2 separate regions of the Sus scrofa genome follow, and region 2 is linked to region 1. The links are chromatin contacts, called in public Hi-C maps. All regions are on one chromosome and are shown on one strand. Each heading gives the region's core, a stretch centred on a gene start, on an enhancer-like site or on the middle of the called end of the contact. The rest is flanking DNA. Distances are from core to core; before and after follow the strand shown.

Region 1 (7,924 bases), core at 3,120-5,619:
AAAAAAAAAAAAGTCGAAACTATAACAACAAAATTCATGTCCCAAAAATATTAAGCCACGATATGATTCGTCCACAGGCCAGGACTGATCTACAGGTCCCGTGGTGCTGGGCTAGCAACCTAAAAGCTCAAAATCTTACAGGAAGGGCCCTGAGAAATAACAATGAGCGGGGGGGGGGAAATAAGGACTCGTGAAGAGGAAGGGCGCCCCCAGAGCCTGGTTCCTAGTAAGCAGATTTTGCTGGTTCACCCTTCAACCGAGCACACAGAAAAAGGCTGTTATCAGCAAATAAACAAACCACGCTAATTTAAAACACCTCACTTTCATTGAAATCAAACACAATTAACTTATTATTTTAACTACCCGGTGGAGTCCGTGGGGGAATTTTAAAAACCAAGGAAAGGAATATGATAACTTCAGAGAGTTCAAAGAACAGTCAGACCATTTTATCAGCACAATTACTTGGGACATCACTGTTTTTTGAAAGAAGTAGGAGGGAGAAGGTCCTCAGAGAGCATCTGTCCACCCTTCTCATTTACAGGTGAGGACACAGAGGTCAGAGACAAAAGGGACGTGCCTTTTTACTTAGCTGTTTTGAGTTGGGTCAATGTTCGGACAAGACTGCCAAGGTTCATGCTTTTTCAATGAAGTCTGTTAGCAAATTATGAGTATGTATAAAACTCACAGTTGTTTTTTTTTAAGTTTTGTTGAAATACAATTCATCTAATATACAATTCACTCATTTAAATTGTCCGATTGATGGCCTTTAATGTATTCACAGGGCTGTGCATCTATCAATATAATCAATTTTAGAATGTTTTGAGTATCCTAAAAAGAAACCCCACACCTCTTAACTGTCAGTCCCAAATAATCCTATTTGGCCATTTCGGCATTTTCTTTGGAGAAATTTCTGTATGTTGCCCCTGGGCAATTACTAATCTACTTTCTATCTCTATTGTTTGTCGGTTCTGGATATATCATAAGATGAAATCTTAAAAAATGTGGGTATTAGCACCTGGCTCCTTTTACTTAGACTGTTTTTAGGGTTCACGTATGTTGCAAAATGCAGTACTTCATTTTGTTTTATTGCTGAATAACATTCTGTCATGTGGCTATATCACCTTTTATTTATCCATTCGTCAACTGTTGACTGTTCAGTTGTTTTCACTTTGGGGCTATTATGAATAATGCTGCCACACACATTAATGTACAGGTTTTTGTGTGGTTATATGTTTTTCTCTTAGGGATATACTCTGGGAGTGGAATTGCTGAATCATATGGTAACTCTACATTTAAATGTTTGAGGAACTGCTAGATTGTTTTCTGAAGTATCGGCACCACTTTGCAATCGCATTAGCAGTGTCTGAGGCTTCCCAGGTCTCTGCATTCTTACGGACACTTGTTATTATCTCTCTTTTTTTATTACAGTCATCTTAGCGGATGTGTAGTGGTATCTCACTGTGGTTTTGATTTGTGTCTCTCTGATGGCTAACAATATTAAGCATCTTTAATGTGTCTGTTGGCTGTTTGTATACCTTATTTGGAGAAATGTCTGTTCACATTCTTTCCCACTTTTAATTGAGTTATTTTATTTGAGTTTTAACAGCTCCCTATATATTCTAGATACAAGTTCCTTCTCAGATACATGATTGCAAAACTTTTCTTCCACTCTGTGGGTTGTCTTTTTACTCTTTTGATGGTGGTGTCTTTTAAGGCACCTAAGTTTAAAAATTAGATAACTTCATAGGCTTTTAAATGGTGGATTATATTTTCTCTGTCTTTGGCTCATTTGCTAATAGATCTTATTACACATGTGGTAATTAAATATTTGCTAAAGAGCATATAGTGTATTGATCTATATGAGGTAGATATAAAGGGCAATAAAATGTATAGACAGCTGCTTCAACTTTAGAGAAAACAGCAAAAAAGTAGGCTGTGACACTTGAAGGCATTCTGTGGAGAAAGGCCCTTGCAGTCTTGTACAACTAGGAATCCCTCCAGGTGCCTAACACCAAAGGCCCTTAATCAGTGTTATCATGAAACAAAATAATATCTTTAAGGAAGAGAACTCATGTAGATAAGGGCAAACACTAGAGATTATAGTTTATACTTTTCTGCATTCTCCTGTTTAGAATAAACATAGCCTCCAGAGCAATCACTATTTACTTCATAAGGAAGCCAGGTGTGCTTGCTCATCCCCAGTCCGGTTACTTTATTGCACACATGTAACACAGGATTTTTGAAAGATGTATGTGTATTTATGTACGGGTGAGCATTTTTATTACACTTGCGGATGAAGCCAGAGTTCCAGGTTGTTATCATTATGGCATAAATAGCAAGATTTTTTTTTCTTGTTATTTTTCTTGTCTTTCTCCCTTCACCTCCCCCAATCCTGCCACTTCCCGTCTAAACACAGGAATATACTAATCAGGGAAATATGCACTGCTGTTTAGTAAAGGGGTCAAATCCATTTGGACGGAATTCCAGGCTCAACGTGCTAACAATGGCAGGAAACCGGGTCCTCGAGCTGGAGCTGTTGAACGATAGACTGTTGAAAGAGCCGGCCCTGGGGTATGCTACTTTGGCTTGCTTTGTGTTTGGAATGCAGCAATTGTTCCAGACACAATGAGGGATCTGTCTGTCCACACAGGAGAAGTTGTAATTACAGGAACAGAAGCTAAATTACTGCTCTTAATTGCAAATGGTCTGTATACAATGCTGCTCATTTGTCCTCTGGACAGTATAAGGATAGGCAGGATTTTTAATTTAATGATTTTGGTGAGTGGACCTTTTATCTTACATCTACTTTATTCTCCCACAGGTGTTACCAGGATCCTTTCGACTACCTGTCTTGTTGATTTTGATGACTCAGCCCGTACATGATATTGTCTCTGCTGAGAACACAGGGTGTTGAAAGTCTGTCTGTCTTTGGCGTCCTAAAACCTTGATTTGTTGTGGCCATATAATCACTTAGGAACCATTTCCTAATTAGAAAAGAAGGATGGATTCTGGCCTGGCATCATGTTCTAGGAAAACAACTACAACATGAGAATCTGTAGCCAAACATGACCACCAAGTGGACATATACGTATTTTTAATTGTGAGCTAGGATCTTTGTCTCTTTATCTCCTAGAGCCTACCATACGCCCTATTGTATTGGGAATGGGTTGAAAAGGTGTATTCCATGAGCTTACAGTCTCAAGTGGGGCACCGACACATGTCAATGAACGAGGCAGAGGGACCGTACAGGGACTGAGTAATGCATGCTTTGTGGCCTGTAGATAAGAATGATGGGGAACATTTCAAGAAATAGCCAAAACCCTTTCCTCACACATGGTTGAGATGTGGACCAATACTAAACTAGTCACTGGTACGGCCAACAGGTTGACTCAGACCAATCAGGCTCACTTAAGGAGACGGAGGCAGGGGCAGTGTTCATCCACATGGGGTGGAAAGGGAGTTACATACCTGAATAAAATCCAGGCTTTGTTTGAAAGCAGGCAGGGGAATGCTGCTGGGAGATAACCAATAACACCCAATGCCTTCCACTGACATGTCAGAGTCGCTCTGGCAGCAGTGCGGGGAATGGGGGTAGGGGCGGGGGCAGACTGAAGGCATGGGGGCAGGGAGGACGTGCTGCAGTATTTGGGGAGAGGTGATGAGGCCACGGACTGAAGTGATGACAGTTGCCAAGGAGAAAAGGGAAGAGTTCTGGGTATTGCGAGGAAGAAGTTATAGTAGTGATTCTTAAACATTTTGGGGAAAATGAACCCTTTCGAGAATCTGATGTAAGTACTTTTGTATTAAACATCAAGCTTGCTGATTTGCTCTGTTTTAGCATCAGTGTGACCTCAATGCTTGGGTCGGGTGGGCACCAGAGACTTCTGACCACATCATGGGGGTTGGAGAGATAAAGAATGAGAAGCAGCATTTATCAGGGACTGACTACTTGTATTATGCTCTGAGGCCCACCAAGCAGATGGGAAAACTGAGACATTATGTATGTTGTTCAATGTCCTACAAATGTCAGCTGCAGGGTCTAAGCTTGAGTTCATCTGAATCACAATACCAAGTAGCCTCCTACTGGTGCTTCCATATTTGGTCCACATATAAATTACAATGATTACCAGCTCTTTTCTTTCCTGCAATCCTTTGGTGGCCCCTGTTTGTACAGCTGAAGCAGACACTCACTACCTCATTCCTGTTTTGGGAGCTGACAGACGAATATTCAAGGAATGACATCAAGCGACTTTCCTCAAGGTCATTTCCTGCCCGTGATCTCTGCAAAGATCGCATTCCTTAAGGATGTGTAGGGGTCAGAAACAGTCCCTGTTCTGTCAGGAGAGAGATGCCTGGGGCAGCTGTAATAGGCAGATGAGTGTATGTGTGTGTCTACATCCTCTGCGACATGCTTTGCTGGTGAACACACACCCCCAGCACTCGGCTAAAAACAAACCGAGGTCTGCGAGGCTGCATGACTCATGCTTGAACTGAAGGTTTCACCCTGAGTCAATAATTCTCATTTAAAGGCAAATGCTGAGCTCAACAGCTACCAAGGTTACACTGCCTGGGGTAGCTCTTTGTATTAATTTGGCTGACTGGAAACAGCACCTACTTAGGTTCCTGGAGGAGAACATCCATACTTAGGTGGATGTTTTGTGCCTCTGCCCGGTTTCCTATCCAGGTCTCACATAAGAATGGCTGCAGCTATGGTTCTGCTAAGAGAAGGCAGCCTCGTGAATTGAACAAGGATGAGGTTTGGGGTTAGGAGCCCTGGTTTCATCTGCTGGTTCTGCCTTTTATGACCACACAGTGGTGGGTAATTTAGCCGTCTAAGCATTAGTTGACTACGAAATGGACATATCATGTTATTTGAAGAATATCCATGGTACTGGAAGAAAAGGTGTGAAAGTATCTGGGCACACAGTGGATGCTTAACAACAGGGGGGCAGCGTTTGCTCTGCTGCACGCCCTCCGCCTAGCTGAGACAGGGCTTTCTCCCTTCCCCCTTTATTTCACATTAAGAGCTTTATTTATTTCTTTAAAGGAGAAAGACATCCAGTCTAAGTGACGTATATTATATACACTCGAGTAGCTTTTGCCACTTCTCCCATCATCTCTGTATTTTGCACCACCCTACAGGAAGACATTAGTTATAACAAGCCTGAGGGGGAGGGAGAAGTGAAAGCCTGGAATTAGGAGACCTCACGTCTATCTCTGGCTCTTCTCTCACTTGCTAAGGGTCCGTGGAAAAGTCACCTACACTAGGACCTCCCTTTATTTGTCTGTAAAAAGAAAGGCTTGAATCAAAAGATTTTTCAGAGACTTCAGGCTCTTGCCGGGCTGTTTCTGGGGGCTGTTCTCTCTTAAGGATTGATAAAGTCCAGTGATAAGCTGTCCAGTGCATGAAACACTAGCAATCTGCTAAGTCTTGTTGTTTTTCTGTACTGACTGATACTTAGGACCAAACTACCTAAGGCCAGCACACTAAACGATGCCTTTACTATGAATGTTGCTCTAAAGTATGAGGCACACAGAGCTTGCCTCTGCTAATCAACCTACACATTTCCAGGAAAATTATTTTTTTTCCTTGTTATTCATCCACATGGCTTATGCATGTGGAGATTTTAAAACATGGTTGATTTATAAGGGGGTGGATTTCCCTGAAACATAATTTGCGTTAATTACGTCAGCTAGTTAAAATTGGTATGGGCTTGGCATGGGCTTCTTAAGATATTAAATGTTAGCTTCAGAAACACTCTCAAACCTTCTGAATTGTAGTATGCTAGAGATTGGAAGGAGCCTAAGGGATTTCTGGGCAATTCCTTCTCCTCTCATTTGTCCTCTTTTAGCTCAAAAATGAACTCTGTGTAAAATATATTACAGAAAAATTTCACTTAAGAGAAAGACCTTGGCAGGAACACAAATTGCCCCAAGTGGTGGGATATCTCAGATGGGATTTTTCTCAGTAAGACACTTAAATCCTCTATATTCTTAAAAAATTTACCAAATAAGGTGTATCAGGGCTTTTCATACCAAGTTCATTTGAAAGACATAGTTACACTGTGGCTGCTAGGATGTTCATGCGGATTTTGCCAGCAGGTGGCACCAAATATTTTCATTAGAAAAACAACACTGTGAAGGAAAACCTCTTGGGTGTCCTCCCTGCTCGTAAAAAAAAGCTTTTTAAGTGAGTGTTGTGGTTCATTCACCCAAATTCAGGAAACATGTGCCTTTCTTATTTGGTAGCTCTTTGGCAGCACACCGTTGCAGTACAGGGTGAGTTATTTCCTTGAAGTTTGTTAAAAGGGAAGTATGGTGAAATTAAAGACTTGAAACAAAGTTTTACTAGAGTTTCACCAACCAATTAAACTCCAGTCTCTCAGCCTACAAACCCTTCCATCAGCCCCTTCTAGGCCAATGAGCCCACAAGATGCTGAAACGAAGCACAAGGAGATCGTGGATGGTTCAATTTTCCCTTTTTATCACTTGCTGTGCAACCTCATTTTTTTCAGACCCCAAGCCAGCTTTTGCAGTCTAGCTAAAATTCTGTTCCATTTAGAGCAACTATCACAAAGCGATACTACTGATCTAGGCCATTTTGCAAGGGGGACACTTACACCTGCAGGCGTCTGTAGTGAGGGGGATGATATTTTTCTGCCCCTGTTCAGAGTTATAAGAGGAAAGTGCGGCCATACTAAATTTATGCCAAATTTTAACTCTTACAAGACTCTTTTTTCAAAATAAAAAGGCATGTCTATGCATTTACCCAGTCACATATTTGAGAAATATTTATTGAGTGTCTATCATGCTAGGTATTGTACTGTACATGAAGTGATGGGATAGAGTGATGAAGAAAAACGTGTGGTTTCTGCCCTTGGGGTGCTTATTGTCTAGTGGAGGAACCAGACACTAATCAAATCACCCACAAGAATGTAGAGAAACAAACTGAGGAGGGTGCTCTGAAGGAAAGGAACACTGTCCCATGATGTTGCTGAATGAAAGAAGCTGACCTAGATTCGAGGAGAAATGGAAGCAGTCAAGGTTTCTTAGAGAAGTGACCCTGTCTGGAGTTGAGGTTTGAAGGATGAAAAGGAATTAGACGGATAAAGGGGTGGGAGGACCTGGGAAGAATGTGCAAAGCAGAAAGTAGCAAGTTCAAAGGTCCTGGGATGGGAAGGAGAAGGGAGTTGAGACAAGGAGCTGCAGGATGAGAAGGAATTCAGTGATGGAAGGGAGGAATAGATACTGTCACAGGAGTGAAAACTCACCATGATTTTTGCACTCTTCTCCGTGTTTATTTTATTTCCCCTCCACCAAAAGAAAAAGAAAAGGCCAGTACACACACTCCAAAATTAATTACTTGATCTCTACTAGTCCCCTGCCTTTTATAGTACTGTTGGTTTGAAGCCAGAGTCCAAACATTTCTAAAAAAGTTCGTGCATCTTCCTTTCCCCAGTACAATGACTTACATAAACAGATTTATATAAAATAACACAAGTACCTTTGCGGAAGGCAAGGAGGAAAACTTACAGAATACACTTGCAGTACTGGTAGAATGTGATTCCTTAAGCATTCTCTTTGCCCCATCACTAGAGGATGTGGCTCTGTGAATTGACTGGGATTTAGAAATGGCCCCAACTTTCAGATACTGTGGTAGCCCTGATTCAACAGACCTGAAATGTTTTTAGTTATATACATCAAGCTGGGCCAGAATCTCCATGACCAATCTATCACACCCTGAAATCCCGGCAGGACCATCTATTCTGACGTGCCCTAATATCTATTAAGGTAACCACACCCATTTGTATCTTACTGTCGTGGTGTAACTACCTGCTCTTTGCCACCTCGGGATTTTCTCATGTTTCTTTTTTGTAATCAAAGAGTCCTGTTTCTACCAGTATCCCAAGTCCACAGAGAATAG
Region 2 (7,924 bases), core at 1,418-3,917, 84 kb after region 1:
CCAAACTGCCTGTCCATCCCACTCCCTCCACCCACCGCCTGGGAACCACAGGTCTGCTCTCCTTGTTTTGTAGAGAGCATCATCTGTGCCATATTTTAGATTCCACAAATAAGTGGTATCATATGATATTTGTCTTCTTTTTTGGCTTACTTCACTTAGTATGAGAATCTAGTTCCATCCGTGTTGCTACAAATGGCATTAGTTTGTCTTTTTTGTGGCTGAGTAGTATTCCGTTGTGTATATATACCACATCTTCTTAATCCATTCATCTGTTGATGGACATTTAGGTTGTTTCCATGCCTTGGCTATTGTAAACAGTGCTGCAATGAATATACAGGGGCATGTATCTCTTGGGATGAATGTTTTATGTGGATGTATGCCCAGGAGTGGGATTTCTGGATCATATGGTAGTTCTCTATTTAGTTTTCCAAGGTACCTCCGTACTGTTTTCTGTAGTGGTTGTACCAATTTTTATAGACACCAACAGTGAAGGAGGGTACCCTTTTCTCCATACCCTCTCCAGCATTTGTTATTTGTTGACTTGTTAATGTTGGCCATTCTGACTGATGTGAGGTGGTGTCTCATGGTGGTTTTGATTTGCATTTCTCTAATAATTAGTGATGTTGAGCATTTTTTCATGAGCCTGTTGGCCATCTATATGTCTTCTTTGGAGAAATGCCTATTTAGGTTTTCCACCCAAATGTATTCGTGGGATAAGATGTCTATATGTGTAAGTGTGCATATGTAAATGGGTGCCCAGATTTAGAGAGTTATTATACCTGAGGTGTCCTGGCAGCTTCACTGGGGGGGTATCACCTGAGTGGGCATAGTGTAGAAGAAAGGAATCATCTCTGTTGCCCTGTAGGAACTGCTATGGAGAAATGACTTTACAACTGTCTCCCTCCAGGTTAGGTTATAACTGAATATCTGTATGACACTTGTACTTGGGCATGCAGTGCCTTACATACTAGCAGAGACACTGAGAGCATCAGCAGACTTCTGGTCTACCAAGACCAAGGTGATGGTGCACCACGGGCCAGATGTGGCTGTTGCAGTGGCTGGTAGCAGTTTTCTACTTCTGCCAACCCAGGAGACTAATGGGCAGTGGCAGTGCTGGCAGCAACAGCAGCTGGAGTAGCATGCTAACCTTAAAGCAGAGTCCAGTGGAGGTGTTCAGTCCAGGAGACCTGGTAGTATGGCTTTACTGTCTGTGTGGGAGAGAGATGCTCAGGACAGTGCACAGCATGGGCATGTGTGGACACTCACTGGATTATTAGAATTCTTTGGAGATGGAGGTTTTGGAGGACTAAGCACCCAGATGTGGAATGACACTGAAGCTGTGAAGTAACCACAGATGAAGAATACAACGTTGTGATTGAATTAGATGACTTAAGAATATTTTGGCTGGGGGGTTTCCATTGTGGTGCAGTGGAAAAAAACCTGATTAGTATCCATGAGGACACAGGTTCTACCCTTGTCCTCACTCAGTGGGTTAAAGGATCTGGCGTTGCTGTTAGCTGTGGTGTAGGTCGCAGACGTGGCTCGGATCCCACGTTGCTCTGGCTATGGTGTAGACCAGCAGCTGTAGCTCTGATTCAACCCGTAGCCTGGGAACTTCCATATGCCGCCCTAAAAAGCCAAAAAAAAAAAAAAAAAAAAAAAAAAAAAAAGAATATTTCGGCTAACTTTTATTTGCATATTGCTTTATTCTATTTCGCTTCCCATGTCTTACCATGTCAATCCATTTTAAGCATTATTGTCAAGATAGTCTTTTTGAAGCATCATTCTCTGGCCACGTTGCTAATAATTTTCACTCCTGCCTTCATGCCAAACAGCAGCAACAACCCTATCTCACATTGTATGTACCGTATCTGGCCTCTCCACCCTGCCATCCACAAGTCTCTATAAGCAGGCAGTTCCAGGGTGATTTCCTGTTAGTCTCTTTCACTAGTAGGTCTGGCTACAGAAAATTGCTGACCATTGATCTCTGCTCCCTTGATTTGGGGACTGTACTGTGTTGTTCATTTTTTCCCTTTTTTTTTTTTTTTTTAATTTAATTTTACTTTTTAGCTGCTCCAATCCAGCCAGTCCCTCAGGGCCTAGATCCAATGACCCCTTTCATGAAGTCCTTACCACACTGCCCAGACAGATGCAACTACTTCCTCCTCATGTTCCTTTTGACTCCTGTTTGTTATTACACTTTATCACTTTCCATCTTGTGTTCTTATAATGTGTATGCATGGTTCATCTCCACTTACTAAGTACAGACCCCCTGCAGACTGGTGCTTGGCCTTATATAACTCTGCTTTTCCCAGCAGGACCAGTCCTGCTTGAGGGGAAATATTTGTTCAATAAAGGGATGAACAGCAGTAGGAACATTTCTCTTTTCCTGCTCCTCAGCACTGCCTTAGGGAAAGCTAGGTGATGTTTTGGGGGTGAAAGAGAGGGGAGGAGTGAGCGAGCTACCATATTTACAGATGACTAATGCTTTCCAAAGGAAATGAAAGATTTACAGTTATTACTACTTTGCAAAGCTTTATTTTCCCTCTCAGGGGCCAGCCCTCCAATTTTGCAATCTGAAAAATAACAAAAATCAAGTGCCACATATGAGGCAGTCCCCATGGTCTCAGTGGCTATTTTTAGGTCATTGTGACGTGGTTTCGGCAGTGAAATGCTTCTCCAGCTCAGGGTTATTGCCGTTTTTTGTTTCTCACGCTCTCTCTGGCCCAGGACCATATTCTTTACCTCATTCCTGCTAAGCTGTTTCCCTATTTGAGCATCCAAACTGGCACGCCTAACAGCTGACCCACAGCCACTTCCCTAAAATATCTCCATGGTTATCCACAGTTTGTGGAACTTGTTGATGGCCATCTGTGGCCGGGAAGGCATATGGGCCCCCAAAGTGTTGCATAAAGGTGGAGGTAGCTGGCAGCAAGGAATCTGAGCTCCCCTGATGAGGGAGCAGACAGAACTGGGGAAACATCAGTCAGTGGGGCAGGATAAAATGCCCACACACAGGTATATTTGCTTCTAGCAAAAATGAGGCCCAGTGGACAAACTGCTGATTTTGTACTTCGTTAACAATAAGGTTCAAATCCCAAACCACTTGGGCTCCCCGCCAGGGCTCCCCAGTCACATTCCTGCTGGTGATAGATCCCTACCCCTTCCCTTCATTTGTTCAGTTACATCACTTTAACATACAATCTGAGCACAAAGCTGGAAGCAACAACATCGGGAAAGCTTCTAGGCTGTAGAGATGATGGTAAGCTTTTTTGCATTCTCACCACTCCAGCATTTAGCAGAGTGTGTTTTACACAAATAGAAAGCTGAACAGATACCTGGCCATCTGAATATATTGAAAAGAGAACTGGATTTGGAAATAGAAGTCCTTGATTTGGAGTTCCCGTTGCAGCTCAGCAATAACGAACCTGACTAGTAACCATGAGGATGCGGGTTGGATCCTTAGCCCTGTTCAGTGGGTTAAGGACCCGGCATTGCCTTGAGCTATGGTGTAGCTGGTTGATTTTGCACATGACTTTAAGCCTGGCTTAATGCAAAGGAATAAATCGGCTTGGTTCCAGCATTGTTGTGGCTGTGGCGTAGGCCAACATCTGTAGCTCCAATTAGACCTCTAGCCTGGGAACTTCCATATGCCACATATATGGCCCTAAAAAAAAAAAAAGGATTAGATATGAAGATTGATGATCAGCTTCCAAGTCCTTAGGAAGAAAAAAATAATAATAATTTAAAAGTGCTATCTCATATATGAACTCCAGAAGTTACATTTTGTAAGAAAGAGTAAATCAGATTAAAGTCTACCCTTCTCCCAAAAAAGTGTGGAAATTCATGTGCATAATCAACCAGCTACCACCCTGCTTCTCCTCAAGACATGCAGCAGAAAGAAATATCCTTGTGTATACACTCTTACTCTACCCTAGGTGCTAGATAGTCTATCTTTAGGGATTTATTCCTTTGCATTAAGCCAGACTTGAAATATACGTGGCACATGTCCCACCATTCTCCACCTGCACGCTATTGGCAGATCTTGCTAAATGATAGCACAACTCTTTTGGTAGGGCTTCAGAATCCTTCACAACACAGTGTTCCAGACCTCAACTACCAGTACATCCCCAATTTATGTCTTATTCTCTAAAAGTGTCCTTTGTTAAATTGCAAAAGCCCTAGGTTGGAGAACAGTGTAGATCACTGGAGTCTTGGGGTAATTTACTGAGCAAGTGCTTACTTTGAGAAAGGAGAAGCAAGAAAGACTTGAGCACTGAGAATGTAGGAGGGTGGGAGGAACATACCTTGCAGAGGGGAAAGGAAGGCTAAAGGAAGAACCGTCACCTGAGTTTTGGGCACAAAGGTTACCGGCTGTAAGACAAAGGCTGGTGAATCCCATGAGACAGGCCCTTCTGGAGCCTAATCCTTTGGCTCATGTTCTCTTCCTGGTTTCTGTTTCTGACAGAGCACTGCCCTAAATTCAGCTTTCCCCCACATAGGGATTGGGGAATTATCCAGACTACCAGATGTGAAAGCCTTATGTGAGTCTAGGCTATAGAAGGAACATCATAATTCACTTCCAGTCTGCAGGTATTATTCTTGGCATGCCCCTCTCAGTAGAGCAAGAGGCTCTGGGTGAGAAGGCTAGAGAATGGAAAGGGGGTTTTCCAGTCACTGGGTGGAAGGCCAAGCACTTTCCTCTGACTATAGACATTGGGCAGCATTTCTGAGAATTAGTGTCACCAGGTGGCTGGATGATGAAATCTAGGCCAGCTACTTAAATTATTTCTCATGCCTCCAGCTAGGGTATTCTGCAAGACCCTGGGCAATTGCCCAAATGCCCTCTAAGTGCTTTAGTGCCAGATGTTAATGCAAATAAGCTAATAATGACATAGGCAACAGGAATGGACCAAACCTTGTATGCTCAACCTGTCAAATGCCTTTTGAGATGGCTCATTTAGATGCCTTAGATCATTCAGCCATTCGATATTTTAATTACAAATGGAACCAAAGATCAGTGTTTTCATGAGGAAAGTAACATGTGTGGCTTTGCAATGATGAATTCTTCAGGAGCGGGAGAAGGGAACTCATGACTCGCTATGTATGTGTGTGCCCATGCTTGTGTGTTCTTGTGCATGTGATGTTTCCATGACAGTTAAAAGCAAACAATAAGATTCCTTTTTCCTGAAAATTTGAAGATGGTAAAATCCCTGTAAAGACACTCCTGTAGAACAGTATGCTTCTTTTGGAATATTCCTCAGAGCCTGCAATGACAAGTCTAAGTTGATTTTCTTTCTGCAGTTCTTACCTGCTTATATAAGCGAGGCTAACAGCAGCAAACAAGGTGAGTCCTTTCGTCTTCAGTGGATAGCAGTGTGGCCTGAGGATGATTTCGACCAGTGAGAAGGGCAGTATGGCTGTGTGCTGCAGGAACAAAGATGACACATCCCAATGTCAAGGTGCCTTGGCTGCCTACAGTGCCCCTAATTCTCTCTTCCCCTCCAACCTACCTTCTTACACAAGTACCAAAAGAAACTTTCCAAAATTTGTCGTGGATAGTACTCCTTAGATGCCAACGACCTACAATGGGTCTCTCTATTGCCTACAAACTCCTTTGTCTGGCTACCAGGGCTCTTTGTAACATGCTGTCTCCTCTCTGGTCCTGTGTAGTACCTCCCCTCTTCTCTCTCTCTCTCTCTCACACACACACAAACACACACACACACACGTGTGCGCGCGTGCACCCTCTCACACATACCCACTCACACGCACTCATACCCTTGCACGCACTCCATGAAACAAGGTTTTTCCCTTCATTCTTTGCTCTCAGGGTGCTTGCTCCCCCCTCACATGTCTGTTCATGCCTCAGCTGTCTGCATGGAGTGTGTCTTCCCTCCTTGTATCCGTATCATCCATGTTGTTCACAGCCAGTGCAGGCTTCCATGATGCTTTCTCTGAATTTTCCTCTTGCTAATTTCTTTCACTCAGTTCTGCTGCATTTCTAGCCTGTGCCATGTAGTCTAGCACTGACAGTGTGTATTCGTCAGCTCGACGCGGAGAGGGGCTGTGAACACATGCAGCCTGTCTCTGCATTCCTCAGTGCAGTTGGTACCATCTAACTGTCCTATGGATGGGTGATGGGTGTTGTTGGGGGTGTGAGAGCTTCCCTCCGAAACCTCCATGGCCCCCCAACTCCTTCCCTGCTTCACCTCCTCCTTCAGAACCATCTATTTTCTCACATCTCTCAGACCCTTAACACTAATGACAGAATCAAGGAGCTAAGTCTTTAGGAATAGTGGTGTTTGGGGGCATAAAGACTACTGAGTCCCACGCCTCTATTGGTTAAGGGAACCGATCCAGGAAAGGTGACTTGAGTCTATGTGCAATGTCCTTTCATTTGTTAAACACATTTATTAAGTTCTTCTGCCATACTCTGTGCTTAATGGTTAGTACTTTATACGCTTTACATTTTTAGCTATCATTCCTCTTTCATCCTTGCTCCCCAGTTCCTAGTTCTTGGCAGTGTCATCTACAACCTCCATCCCAGTCCCATTCCTATGCCCTGAGGCAGCTGACCTCAATTACAATAGTGACTGGGGCTTAGGAATGTCACAGTGCCTGTGTGACCGTGCTTCCATGCCCAGCTGCTCTGCTGGAGCCCTGGGCACTGACTCTGGGTGGCCTTTGCTGTCAGTCACACTAGTCTTGTGCTCAGAGGTATCCACAGGAGGCGGTAGCATCTTCCTCTGCCTGCGCTAGTTAGGGTCTAGTCAGGAGATCAAGACCCTCTGATGACAAATGTGGTAAGTTGGGGTTTTTGTTTTTTGTTTTGTTTTCTTTTTTGGCTGCCCTGTGACATATGGAGTTCCTGGATCAGGGATCAGATCCAAGCCACAGTTTGACCTACACTTGTGTTCTGGTGCTGCAGAGACACTAACAATTCTGTTGCACCACAGTGGGAATTCCACATGTGACAAGTTTTGATGGAGCAGGGATGGGATGAGAAGGAACATATGTTAAATATAGCGCATTACTGGGCAGAGGGAGCCTCCTGGGTCCCTGTCAAGCCTGCAATTGGGTGGCACAGAGCAGTTAGGCTTCTCAAAGGCCCTGGGAACCCACATTTTAGTAGCAAAGACTAGAGGAGCAGTATTGTAGACAAACCAAAGCTTTTAGAGACTGTCCAGGGTTCGTTCTGAACATACTGACTGTTTGGCCATACAGATGGAAAGACTTCCAGGCCTGCTATCACGTCCTGCATCTTTCTTTGGTCTGGTTTTAGGCTATAATTTCTGTGTCTCTCCCTCCAATAAGGAGTGTCATGTTTAAGGGCACATACTTTTGAATCAGACTCTGGATTACTTACTGACTCTGTCTGCACTTCAGCTTCCTCAGTTATAAAACGGGATGGTAAATAGTACACAGGTCATAGGGGTAGTGCTCTGAGGATTGAGGTACGTTCACGTGATAAGAGCTTCCAGTGAGCATCAGCTGTGATTGTCACTGTTACCCTTGTGACTGCCATCCTTCCTCTCACTGACGGTCCAGCGTGGAGAGAGGTGAGGCAAGGTTCTGGGATGTCCACAGTACTGGGTGTCTGGATGCACCATCACCTGTGGTCTGCAAATGGCTGGAGTGTAGCAGCAGAGCTGACCCATGGCTGTCCCATGGCTCCCTCCCCAGCCTACAGCTGGTGCCTGTCCTCTCAACCATGGTCCCTTCAGAGCCCTAGCAATACTCTGTGACTGACACTGATGCTGTTTCATCCAGAGTCCACTTCGAGGCCAGAAATAAGGCCGTCTGCCCAGTACAGCCTGCTTTTCTGCCTGCTTTCTCTCTGTCACAGCCAGGAAGACCAGGATCTATTAGGAACCATTAGCAATCCATTATACTGGCCATTGATCTGACAGATTTTATTATC

The links. Hi-C and Micro-C count contacts between places; a contact is called where the count stands out from the background.
Region 2: a contact with region 1 is called in a Hi-C map of embryonic fibroblasts, with 2.4 times the contacts expected there. The contact joins two enhancer-like sites. A contact is called at or near these places in 3 of 47 Hi-C or Micro-C datasets (adipocytes, embryonic fibroblasts and fibroblasts).

What each region holds. Positions count from the first base shown.
Region 1 is chr7:8,183,147-8,191,070 of Sscrofa11.1, forward strand. No RefSeq gene overlaps it. Among named protein-coding and RNA genes, the nearest start is that of MIR7136, 52 kb to the left of the region's middle. Within about 2 kb of position 4,370, at least 36 of the 83 cell types and tissues checked have an H3K27ac peak or open chromatin away from gene starts, as enhancers often do. A contact at or near this core is called in embryonic fibroblasts, where this site is marked.
Region 2 is chr7:8,268,929-8,276,852 of Sscrofa11.1, forward strand. ADTRP (androgen-dependent TFPI-regulating protein) reads right to left here. Exons shown (of 5, transcript XM_021100192.1): 3 at 5,312-5,427. Among named protein-coding and RNA genes, the nearest start is that of ADTRP, 41 kb to the right of the region's middle. Within about 2 kb of position 2,668, at least 18 of the 83 cell types and tissues checked have an H3K27ac peak or open chromatin away from gene starts, as enhancers often do. A contact at or near this core is called in embryonic fibroblasts, where this site is marked.